2 separate regions of the Mus musculus genome follow, and region 1 is linked to region 2. The links are chromatin contacts, called in public promoter capture Hi-C maps. All regions are on one chromosome and are shown on one strand. The core of a region is the stretch at or near the end of the contact, and the rest is flanking DNA. Distances in the headings are between cores, read along the strand shown.

Region 1 (5,511 bases), core at 1,607-4,106, 420 kb after region 2:
CCTGTTAGGCTTGTCCAGATCTGGAGGTGTCACTTTCAGCATTGTGGACATTTTCCAAGCAAATTTTCCTCTGGTCAAAACTTAATCTAAAAACAAGCATCACCCTCAGTCGCCCACAGGGGGCAGTCAATAGTCAGGTGAGGGAGAACTGGGATCACACAGGACCAGGGGGTCTAGGAGCAAAGTTCTAACAGCCCTAGTTGTCCACGCACCTAGTCGTTTGATTTGGACAAACCCCCCTCCCTCTCGTGGATCCCATCTTACACACTAGGGAGGGGATTCTATGTTTAAGGTACTTTCCAGAGGCATGCCTCTACTGTCTTCTGTGCCTCTTAAAAAGCAAGCCCTGGGCAGATGTGCAAAGCCAAAGTCTTGGGGTGAAATGTGGCGTGTGACTCTTGCAGATCTTGAAAGGCTGTGAGAGGGAGCTGGGCGAGTCCAGGATTCTGTCAGCTTTGACAAGGGGCTTGCCTCTGAGCTCTGCATGCCATTTCCTTGCTCTAAAATGACCTGGTCGCCTCGGTAGCATGATTAATTTCGACAAAGGACCCGAAATAACTTTTCCTTTATCTGCTCCGACAAGATCTCAGACCCAACAGTCAAAGGACTTTCAAAGGCTGATTTCAAGCTAGATGCTCTCGACTGCTCCACCTGCGAGAGCCGGTGTGGTTACAAGAGTACAACTATGAATGTTACATTCTATCAAGGAAACAAACCGTGCAAAGAAACGAAAAAGAACACTGGGGGGTTGGGAAGAGGGAGGGGGACCGGAGGAAGTGCCTGTGGCCGCTACGTGATTCTAGAAAAGGGGTTCAGAGTCATTTCGCTGACCTGGTTAATAATCCCTGCCGAGTTGACGCTAGCCCTGCAAGAAACGGCTCCGAGCCCGCAGCCGGGTTTCTCTTCCCCCTGAGTCAAGTTCAAGGCTCCCGCCCCTCCCTGCCGCCTCCGCTCCGGGCTACCTGCGAGCCCCAGGGAACCTGCGCGGCCACGCCCCGACTGAACCTTGGGGCGGCCAGCTTGGGCCGCACCTCCTGGGAGCACCCCTTCCTAACTCCCTCCTCCTGCTGCAGGTTTCAGCTTTCTGCAGAACAGGTGACCTGGGTGCGGGCGGTTTAGGTCCCAAAAGCGAAAGGCGAAACCTCTTAAAGGGTGGCACTTAGGCTGGCGCGGCAGGCCCGGGGCCAGGCACTGGGAGCCAAGATTCAAGGTCTCCCCAATTCACCCCCTTCTTGTTCCGATGCCCAGCGGTTGCCGCTCCCCGCCTGGCCCATCCCGAGGGTGCGCGGCAGGGCCCACGCCCACGCTCCTGCAACTTCCCAGAGCCCGCGCCCTGCATGGCCAGGTCCTGATGGCTCCCCCCCCCCCCCAAAAAAAAAGAAAGAAAGAAAGAAAGAAAGAAAGAAAGAAAGAAAGAAAGAAAGGAAAGAAAGAGAGAGAACAGATTGTTTAGCGAAAATCAAACCACGAGTGGAAAGGCGGGCGCGGATAGACTGTGTCTCCGCGGACTCCCCCCCCCCCCCCCGAATCTTCCTTAGGGTCGGTCGGTCGGTGGCTTTGCCAGAGGCGGGCCACCAAAAGCAGCTGGAGCAGAGTGCTGGGAGCAGCGGCGACCTCAGCTGCTTCCACGTGTGCGCGGCCCAGGAGAAGAGCGGCGACATCGCCCGGGGTGCACTGCAGCTGCCTTGGGTGCCGCCTGCCTCCAGCACTTTGCGCCGAGTGGCGACCGCCACCGAGCTAAGCCCCGCATCTGTTGCTCTCTGGGAGCCCCGGCGTGTCCTCGGGAAACCCCGAGTCGGGCCGGACTTGAGCGCCAGCAACTGACAGTTCCGAGAGGATCCCTCTTCCCGAAGGTGGGGCCAAAATGGAAAGAGAGTGCACGCATCATCTCGGCCGGTGCGGTGACATGTGCGACGCGGGCGCGTGCAGTGTTTGCAAAAGCTTCTTCCATAACAAGTACAAGAATCTTCAAACGGCTGGGTTTAAAACAATCTGCAAACCCATTTTGTCCCCCTAAAATCTTTGCAGCTGCCTGCCTGTCAGCTGACACCTCTCTCGCCTCCATAATGAATGAATGAAATTTAAATGAACTACCTGCAGCTACTAAACAACCCGGCCTTTCCCTATATCTGCCATATGCTCTTCAAGTGCAAACACACCTCAATGCATGCAGCAATTAGGCTGCGACTCCCTCGCCGACACTCGGGGCATCAAGCCAAACACCTGGTGGGCTCCTCGGGTCTGATGGAACCGTTCAGTCCTCGGCTGAAGAGTGCCGAGCCCCCCCCCCACCCCACCCCCCAAAGAGAAACGAATCCCCGAGCAACTTGCAAAAAGAAAAAGAAAAAAGAAAGAAAAAGGGAAATAAAATAAAAAAGAGCCTCAGGGCATGCTTCCCACTATACCCGTGCGCTTCTCGCAGAGTTTTCCATTCATCCTTCTCCCGAGTGTCTTCTGCCACTGGCTGACAGCCCCGCAAACCAACAGGGAAGGCATTCCCACCTGCTCCGGGATGCCTGGATCCCCGCGCGCCCTAGCCCGAGGCCGCCCTCTCAGCCTCCCCATTACCTGTGTCGGGGTCTCCGGGCCATGGCGAGGCGGGCCGGGGCTCCGCCAAGAGCCCCGGGGACCGCACCGGTTGCCGCCTCCCGCTGCCCTCCGCCTTGCCTGCGTCCTCCCCCGGCTGCGCAGCGGCGCTCCGCACCGCCGGGGCGAAGTTTCTCCGGAGAAAGGGGAGGAGAAGGAGGTCACCGAGGAGGAGGAGGAGAAGGAGGAGAAGGAGGAGGAGGAAACAGGTTGATATTAAAGTGTAACTCTGTAAACAGATGCCATCAAACAAAGAGGTTTGGACACTCCCCCTCCCGCCAAATCTGGCGCCCCTGCAGTGCGCACGCGCCCTGCCCGCCGCCTCCGCGGTCGCCCGAGCTGCAGCCCGCCTGGCCGCCGCTCCCATTCGCCTCTCGCGCCGCGGAGCTGCTCCTGGCGCGCAGCGCGGCCGGGACGGCGGGCGGGCGGGGAGCCCGGGCTGGGGAGGGGCGGCCGGGGCCGCGGTGGCGCCTTTTCCTGCGCAAACCCCGCTCCGTGGCCGGGTGGCGCCGGCTCACACCGGGTCCCGCTGTTACCGCTTTCGGGGCTACGCGGTCGCTCCTCTCCGTAGGCTCCGGGGCTCCCGAGCCCGAATCAGCAGCGCTTCCATTCAAGGGCACCTCGATGGGGTTGGGTGACACACTTCTGCCTTCAGGGTTTCAACTGCGCCCCGACTTCAACACACCCGGGAGCAGAGAGTGTGAGGGATGATCGGTTGAATAGAGTGAGCGTACTTCCCCAACCCCCAACGATTTTTGACTAGGTCCAGTTTTTCATGTTTTAATTTTAAAGGGACATCTTTAATTCACTGGTAAGCGACAAAGGATACTTAAATACAGTCAGCCCTGTGGCTACAGCCTTTGACAGATCGAGCCCCGGGCTCATTTTTCAATCTCCTCCCAGATCCTGCAGCCCACACACCACCGGCTTTTTGTCATAAGCCCTTCCTCCCTCACTTAGACACACGCCGGGCCCACCCACCCTAGGAGGTGCCTACCACGCACTTCTGCCTCTGCAGAGTGCGCTCGGGTCCTGGGTCCTGCGTCAAACACTTGCTGGACAAACCTACTGGATCCCAAACAAACAACCCCTAGCAGTTCTCAGGAACTTGTGCACTCCTGATTCATTTTTTTTTTAAACCAAACCCATACCACTGGTTCTCAACCTGTGGGTCCCGACCCACTTGGGATTGCTCGACTGTTATCTTGTACGTTTGATATATATCTGATCTCTACATTATGATTCATAAGTAGCAAGATTACAGTTATAAAATACTGATGAAAATAATTTTATGTTTGGGGCCACCACATGAGAAACTTGTATTAAAGGGTCGCAGCTGAGACCCTTTAAAGGAAGGCTGAGAACCATTGAGCTAAACAGTAAGGACCCTGTTGGGTGTAATTTGAAGAGTTTACCAGCCACAAGTCAGCGAAGGTATCCCTGTAACTTTAACTACAGGTTCCCAAAGGAGCGATGTGCAAAGTGCTGAATTTATAAGGATTGGTGATTGGGGGATTTCAGGGGACTTTCAGTGTTACTTCTGTTTATAAATCAGTACCCTTGGGGATTTTTCTTTTCATTCTCAATACACACCAATTTATTTTGCCTTTAATCTTTTAGGAGTTCAAGACTTGTGCTGACTGGGTGTGTGAGTGTCCCAAGTGCTTTAGGGGTTCAAACATAGCTCAGAAAGCTTTTTTTTTCTTACTAAAAAAGCATGTTCTTACTGAAATGAGTCATAATTTTATTAAATTGTTGAAGCAAGCTGAGTTTCAAGACTTTATCTGGTGTTTGAAACGATGCTTCTTAAAATTAGCTATATCGTTTAATCTTTATGAAGACATTTCAGAGCATGCTCCTAAGGGTTTACAACAGTTTCTTTAAAATAAGAAGAAAGCAGAAAGTTACTGTGACACACTGCTGCATGGTTACAAGTCTCTTGCAACTTAATACACATTTGAAGCCAATACTTATGTGTAGAGTCTGTAATGAACTTTCTGTGCACTAACAATAAGTACTTACCAAGTCTATGACAAACATCTAGGAAGGACTCACCTCTCAAGGGACAGCAGTCTGTCTGGGTGTTACTCTGTGCATCTAAATGGAAGGGTTTCCATTCCTGAGCCTCTTGAATCCTTGCTAAGATGATTGATCTCACAGCCTCCTTCACAGAGTTCTGAAGAGGTACAGTTATGTTTTATGATTCTTAAAAAAGAAAAGGAAGAACTTTTAAGTAGAAAAACACTTATCATTTCTTTAGTGGTTTTGTACATTGGTATGTACATGGCTTGGGAATTCATAATATTCTTATTTCTCCAAGTTATTTTGCTATACAGTCTTATATTCCCCCCTCGTATGTGTCAAAGTAATAAGTGTGGAGGACAGACATAATCTAATTTAAAAAAAAAAGTACAGCCCAGTCATTTTACTATCATTTGTGGTCTATTGCTAGCTTAAGCTACGGAAGAAAATAATTGTGTCACTATCAAAATTTCTGTCTGGGTGAAAACATATTTCTAAAGATATTTCAGAATGCATATTGTAGCTGTGTTCATACATTTCTCCTTCCACTCATAAGTTTGGCAAATGCATCTTAGATGACAACTCTATGTTTTATGTCACTCTCAGATTTTTGTTTGTTTGTTTTTCAAGACAGAGTTTCTCTGTGTAGCCCTGGCTGTCCTGGAACTCGCTCTGTAGACCAGGCTGGCCTGGAACTCAGAAATCCGCCTGCCTCTGCCTCCCGAGTGCTGGGATTAAAGGTGTGAGCCACCACTGCCCGGCTCACTCTCAGTTTTTATTTACTTATGTTTATAATTTCCTAAGTCAGGTATTTTCTCTGTGGCAGGATGCAATAGATGCAACTTTGGGTTGTAATGCACTGCACAGGGAAGAGAATGCTTCTGTAAAGGACGAGATCTTAAA
Region 2 (5,877 bases), core at 1,918-4,417:
TTTGAATTGGATAATATCAACTAATTATATCCTGGAAAAATATCTGTCAACTCAAACTAGAACAATTCAAAGAAACCCTCAGAGAAGCAGATGGAGCAAACAGCGAACTGTTATTGATGTCCATGAGAACGTCAGACTGTCGTCTTCTAACTGAGCAACAGCTCTGTACTGCTGAACTCCAGGGGAAGGGGATGTCACCATTTTATCTGGCGTCCTATGAGTGGCATAATTTGTTCTATTACCTTTATCTTTTCCAAAGCTTCGCTTTCACACTCATTAGCTTTCAAGAGCACTAGGAAGACAACTCTAGCTGCTTTCGCCTGTTGCCCTTCACCTGCTGGTCTGCCCTGCTGTTCCCTCTACAGATGGGAGACAGATGATTGACAAGGAGGTGAAGAAATGAGTTTCTGCTCCAAGTAATGTCATGTATTACATTTATCTGTAAGCTTTGTAGTTTTGTATGGCATTTAACAGATTTAGGTATTTAGACAGCATTTACTATACATATGTGAATATTCTATACCCTGAATTTGTTTATGATACTTAGACAATATTATTGTGTATATGAATACATATGTGTGTATTTGTGTTTACATATTATATGTATATTACATGTGTGTGCATGTGTGTGTCTGTGTTTGTGTGTGTGTGTGTGTGTGTGTTGTTTTCAACAAAAAATAAGTTTGTTGCTTGAAGGATATTTGGTATTTACTTAAAAATGTTCAATGTTCTTATTTTTCTAGAGTCACTACAACAACTCCACAAGATAGCAGCAGCATTACCTCCTTTTATAGATGAGCAGATAGTCCAGAGAGACCCCTAAGCTCTCCCAAACTGCCCAGGTTAGAGCTGAGATTTCAACTTGCCTGCTGCCTTTTCCACACATGATAGTGATAGCCCTTTATTCAATACATCAGGTCTAACAGTAGTTAAAACTCTAGATGCCTGAAAAAAAACTCTTCCTAATTTATTATTTATCAGACACTCACTATATCCTCCATGCATGTGGGATACAAACAGAGCATAAGGAAAATAAGCGACCTGGACCAAGACATCAGTGCTGTAGTTTGAATGTGTCCACTTTAAAATTCAGGCATTATCAGGGTGATAGCAGTAGGAGGTGGGTATTTAAAAATAGGCAGACCAAGAGGGCTTTTGACCTAAAGCTCATGTAAAAGAAGCTTTCATTGGTGTTCTGGGAGCCCACTTTTCTACACTCTGTGATGTGGGGTGGAAACATTTGGAAGCAGAGAGCAACGCTTATCAAATGAACAAACCAATCAGTGTCTTCATCTTGCCAGCCTAGGAATTACAAAACAAGAAATTTCTTCTATTTATAAATTAACCCATTTTCTTATAGTAGTACAAACGGACTTATTATATTATATTATATTATATTATATTATATTATATTATATTATATTATATGAACTCAGATAAGTTCTATGTGTAGGAGAAAGTGCAAAGATAATTGAAGCAATTCAATTATTGTCTGAAGTACTCAAAAATCATGTCCCGCAACTAATGATGACTTTCTCACATCAACATCAATTAACTTTAGCATTAAAATAAGATCTTCAGGAGCAGCCATCCCTAAGGTTCTTTTTTTTTCCTGAGGCTAAAATATTTTAAATAAATGAATAACATTTTGAGAAACTTTGATAACAAAGCTTGGTAGACATGCAGGCTCTGGTTAACACCAGAAATAGAGAGAGGTTGGTGTTTATTGGCTTTCTTCTCACTTGGAATTGAGGGATAATCAGGACCACTGAGTTTGGAAGAATGGTGTCCTCTTGGCTACTTGCTCAGTCCTGCTCTAGATTAGTATAGACATGTAAACATGAAGGATGAGTGCACACTCTTAAGCATGTTTTGATGGTCTGTCAAGGGAGGAGGATGCTGTCAGAGACTTTAGGCTTCCAAGTTATTTCTTATTGCAGGAGAGAGGCAGTCAGCTAAACCCACACAGCTTCTGGGGGTATTTCTACCTTGGTTCTTTCTCTGCTCTGTTCCCAAGGCCAGCACAGAGAACGGAGGAGTGAGATGCCTTGCTCCTTTCCTTCCCAGCAGGCTGCGCAGTTCCTGCTGGTGAGGTGGCTCTTCTCAAAAGCTTATCACAAAGTGAGCACACAGTCTACAACTGTTACCCTCTGGGTTCTAGGTCACCGGTCACTCAGATAATGGGGGTAGGAAAGGCCTCCCAAAAGAAACAGTTCTTAGTCTGTGCCTGGGGACCAAACAAAGTAGAAAGAAAATTAGTTCCAGACCTTTAGAGGGCCACCAGTTCAGAAGGCAATGTGCCAAGTTTCTAATTGTCGGGGTCCTGTCGACCTTTAAGGGTGCCCACAAGGAAGACATTGTTCTAAATCAGACCTAGCACCAGAAAAGAGAGTACAGGGCAGAGCGGTGCCTGTGGGCAGACTTTCTCCACTGTCTAAATTGCTGTTTCTTCCTTGGTTTGGGATCCTCTCAGTCCTGTCAAGCAGAAGTCGTCACCTCTTATGAAATGCGTAATTCCCAGCGACATTGCACTATATTTTCCCTACCAGTGGGAATCATTGCAGGAGCACTATTTAAGAGAGGACTAGGAAGATGGCTCAGCAGATAAGGTGGCTTGTTTTCTAAGCACAGGGACCTGAGTTTGATCCCTAGAATCAAGTTTTTAAAAAAAGAAAAAGAAACACCAGCGCCCCCCCCCCACCCAGTGTATTGGCCCACTTGCCTTTAATCCTAGTGCTTGAGAAGGAGGGGTGGGGGTGGGGAGTGGGGTGAAGTTAGGTGGGTCCCTGGTGCTCTCTGTCCCTAAGTAAGTTACTTGGTGAGGTTCAGGCCATTGAGAGATGGAGTCTCAAAAAAAGTGGATGGCACCGTGCATGCATACACACCGAGGGATACGAGCATTCACAAATCTAGGGAGAGACAGGGAGAGAGTTTAAACATTCAACGATCTGTTCTTAACTTCATTTTCTTTCAAGAAGCATGGATTCTGCAATCACAGGGGGAAAAAAAAGGAGAGTATAGAAGGAACGACTTAACTTTGCCATGTCACATAAAACCATTATTATGAGTCTAAGAATATTAAATATAATGCTTGTGGTTTGTTGAGTGCTGAGGGCAGTGATACAGCTGAATTGAGGATTTCCTGTGCTGTCTGGGACTGAGAATAAGGGCTCGTATTGTAGCCTTCTTTCCCTCATTTTCCCCTCCCCCAAAGCCCAACATGTCACTCAAACAAAATTAGTGTAATTAGGAAGTGACTAAAGGCAGTGAGGCCTTCCTGTCAGTTTTTTTCTAATGAGACTTAAGTGCCACCACAAAGCAAGCAGGTTTATCTGGTCACTGGAATTAATTGAGTGTTTTCGTTGCGGCTCTAAGGAACTTAAGTAATTGGAGACTCAGAGGGTTCTTCCGAGCAGGAGCATGGGCTTTACTTAAGAACCATCCATGTTTCCTCCCAAGCCTGGAGAAGAGGTGATTCCCAAAAATGCCTTTTGTTCCTCTCCTGACACGTGATCGTGATCTAGCCGTATTTCTCAACACAAAGCACCTGTCTCCTCCTTCAGTGCGCAGGAGTTGGCCATTGGTGCTCCTCAGCAGGGCAGCCTGCTGGGCCCTAGGAGGCTTCCCTCCCCTAAGTGCAGGACAGCCTCAAATGAGCAGGTCGCTAGGGAAAGGTCAGAGGCATCAACCAACCACAGTGTCAAACCCAGTCAGTCCCACAGTGACAGGCACACCAAACAACCTAGCTTCTGTGTTTGAATTCAATTTAAAAGCATTTTTAAAATTGTTTTTAAAAAAAAAAACAGTAAAGCATGTTTTCAAGTTGTTCTCCCCTCTTGGATTCAGTTTACATAAAGTACCTGTGCAGCTCTTTGGAAAATGGCTGTTATTATTATTTTTTTAAAACGTTACTCAGACAGTGTTCTTTTCTCAAGTCATCAACATTAAGCTTCTTTTCAAAACTTAAAATTCTCTCTCTCTTCTCTCTCCCTCTCTCATCCCCTCTCTGTTTTTCTCTCTTACTCTTAATAGATTTACTTCCTTGAAATATGGAGACATGGAAACAGTGGGGTGTATCTTCCAAACCTTGTGTGGCTAGCACTAATGCTAAAATAGTGTGTAAGGCAAGCTAGCCAGTTCACGAATATTTCCAATCTGTGGTGCCCACTGGCTCTTTCTCATTCATAAGAAATGGCCTTGAGGTCTTTGGAGGACAAATCAACAAGTAGGATTTGCACTCTTGCTTTTTGCAGGTCTTGAACTAAGTGTTCAGTCTAAGCTCCTTGTACCTATGACGGATTGCCCTGGCCAATGTAAGAAGAGGGAACTGGAGGCTGGGGGGTAAGAGGCTGTGAAGCTCTCACACATCACCCCAAACCCAAGCATGGATGGACACAAAGCTTGGACATCAGTCTCTGGCGGTGGCTCTTGTCTCATGCAGGAAGGAAGAGAGAGAAAACCGCCATGGCCATTGTGATGGTTTGTATATGCTTGCCTAGGGAGTGGCACTATTAGGAGGTGTGGCCTTGTTGGAGTAGGTGTGTCACTGTGGGCCTGGGCTTAAGACCCTTACCCTAGCTGCCTGGAAGTCAGTCTTCCACTAGCAGCCTTCAGATGAAGATGTAAAATTCAGCTCCTCCTGTACCATGCCTGCCTGGATGCTTCCATGTTCCTGCCTTGATGATACTGGACTGAACCTCTGAACCTGTAAGCCAGCCCCAATTAAATGCTGTCTTTTATAAGACTTGCCTTGGTCAAGGTGTCTGTTCACATCAGTAAAACCCTAACTAACATAGCCATTCTGTATGCATTTGCTACAGAAGGTCCCCTCTGAGAGGACTAAGCTAAATGCTGTGCTTGGTCACCAGAGCGCTCTGGCCCAGTCCCGCTGGAACATTGTAGATCTGCTGTAACCTATTCTCATGTAACCTGGGTGCTGAAATCCTTCCTGCTTTTCCTTGTACTTCAAAGTTTCACCCAGGCAACATCTAAATAGACCCAACCGAGAAGGTTGCAGAGTGTGCTCTTTCCTGCATCTGATTGTTTCAGTCTACTGCTCCACAATCTTTATAATCATCTCTAAGTCTTACATCATAACGTGAATGGCTAATCTTAGGCTACTTCCCTGATAAACTAGCATGCATCCTGCTTGATCTTTCAGAGAAAGAGAAGTAGGTCAGCTCTGTTATGCTTCTGACCCAAGGTAGCTTAATAGAGATTTAAATCTGCCTTTTTTTTTTTTTTAAAGGCTGTTGATTATGGCTGTCTTCTTTAGCTCTGTATATACAACAAGAGTTCCCTGTGTTGCTGTTCAATGAGAATTCCATAAAGACTTGTTGCATGAATGAATGAGAATGTAGCAGGTAGCAGGTAAGCTACTGGTATGATGTCATGTTCTAGAAACATGACCAGAGAATTTTGTGAATAGATATGTATGAATAACTGTGCAAATTTCATTTTTCTCCTCAGAAGATGAAGAATTGTCAGTTATGCCATTTTAATTTTCTAAAACAGATCAGGACAAGAACAATTTCTATACTTTGATGGAGCTGTACAAAAGATAGCCTTTGCTATTGGGGTACATATTCTCATTTGCTTTTATACAATTCCATCTTCATGTGTTTCTTCATGCTGTCAGTCATGGTACATTTTCCTGAAAACAAAACACATCCCAAGGTGTAGTCACTGAAATTCTGGAGGGCTCTCAAGAGGCATCCTGAACTCCTGGTGTGTGGATGGCTTCACAGCTCTTACACAGCTTCCAAGTTCCTCCAGCCCTAATTTGTCCTGGTCACTTTCTGTTTGTTTTTGTGCAGAATGTTTTCATAACCAGGTCCTGTAACTCATGTCAGCGAAGAGTCAAAAATATCCTCTCTG

What was found. Promoter capture Hi-C pulls out the DNA fragments that hold promoters and counts their contacts.
Region 1: a contact with region 2 is called in a promoter capture Hi-C map of liver, with 2.0 times the contacts expected there. The contact joins the promoter of Myb here to the enhancer-like site in region 2. A contact is called at or near these places in 7 of 39 promoter capture datasets (the 3T3-L1 cell line, the SN4741 cell line, cranial neural crest and 3 more).

The regions. Positions count from the first base shown.
Region 1 is chr10:21,158,128-21,163,638 of GRCm38.p6, forward strand. Myb (myeloblastosis oncogene) reads right to left here and starts at 2,857. Exons shown (of 16, transcript NM_001198914.1): 1 at 2,569-2,857. The coding sequence starts at 2,591.
Region 2 is chr10:20,734,139-20,740,015 of GRCm38.p6, forward strand. No RefSeq gene overlaps it. Among named protein-coding and RNA genes, the nearest start is that of Gm33510, 100 kb to the right of the region's middle. Within about 2 kb of position 3,168, at least 38 of the 459 cell types and tissues checked have an H3K27ac peak or open chromatin away from gene starts, as enhancers often do.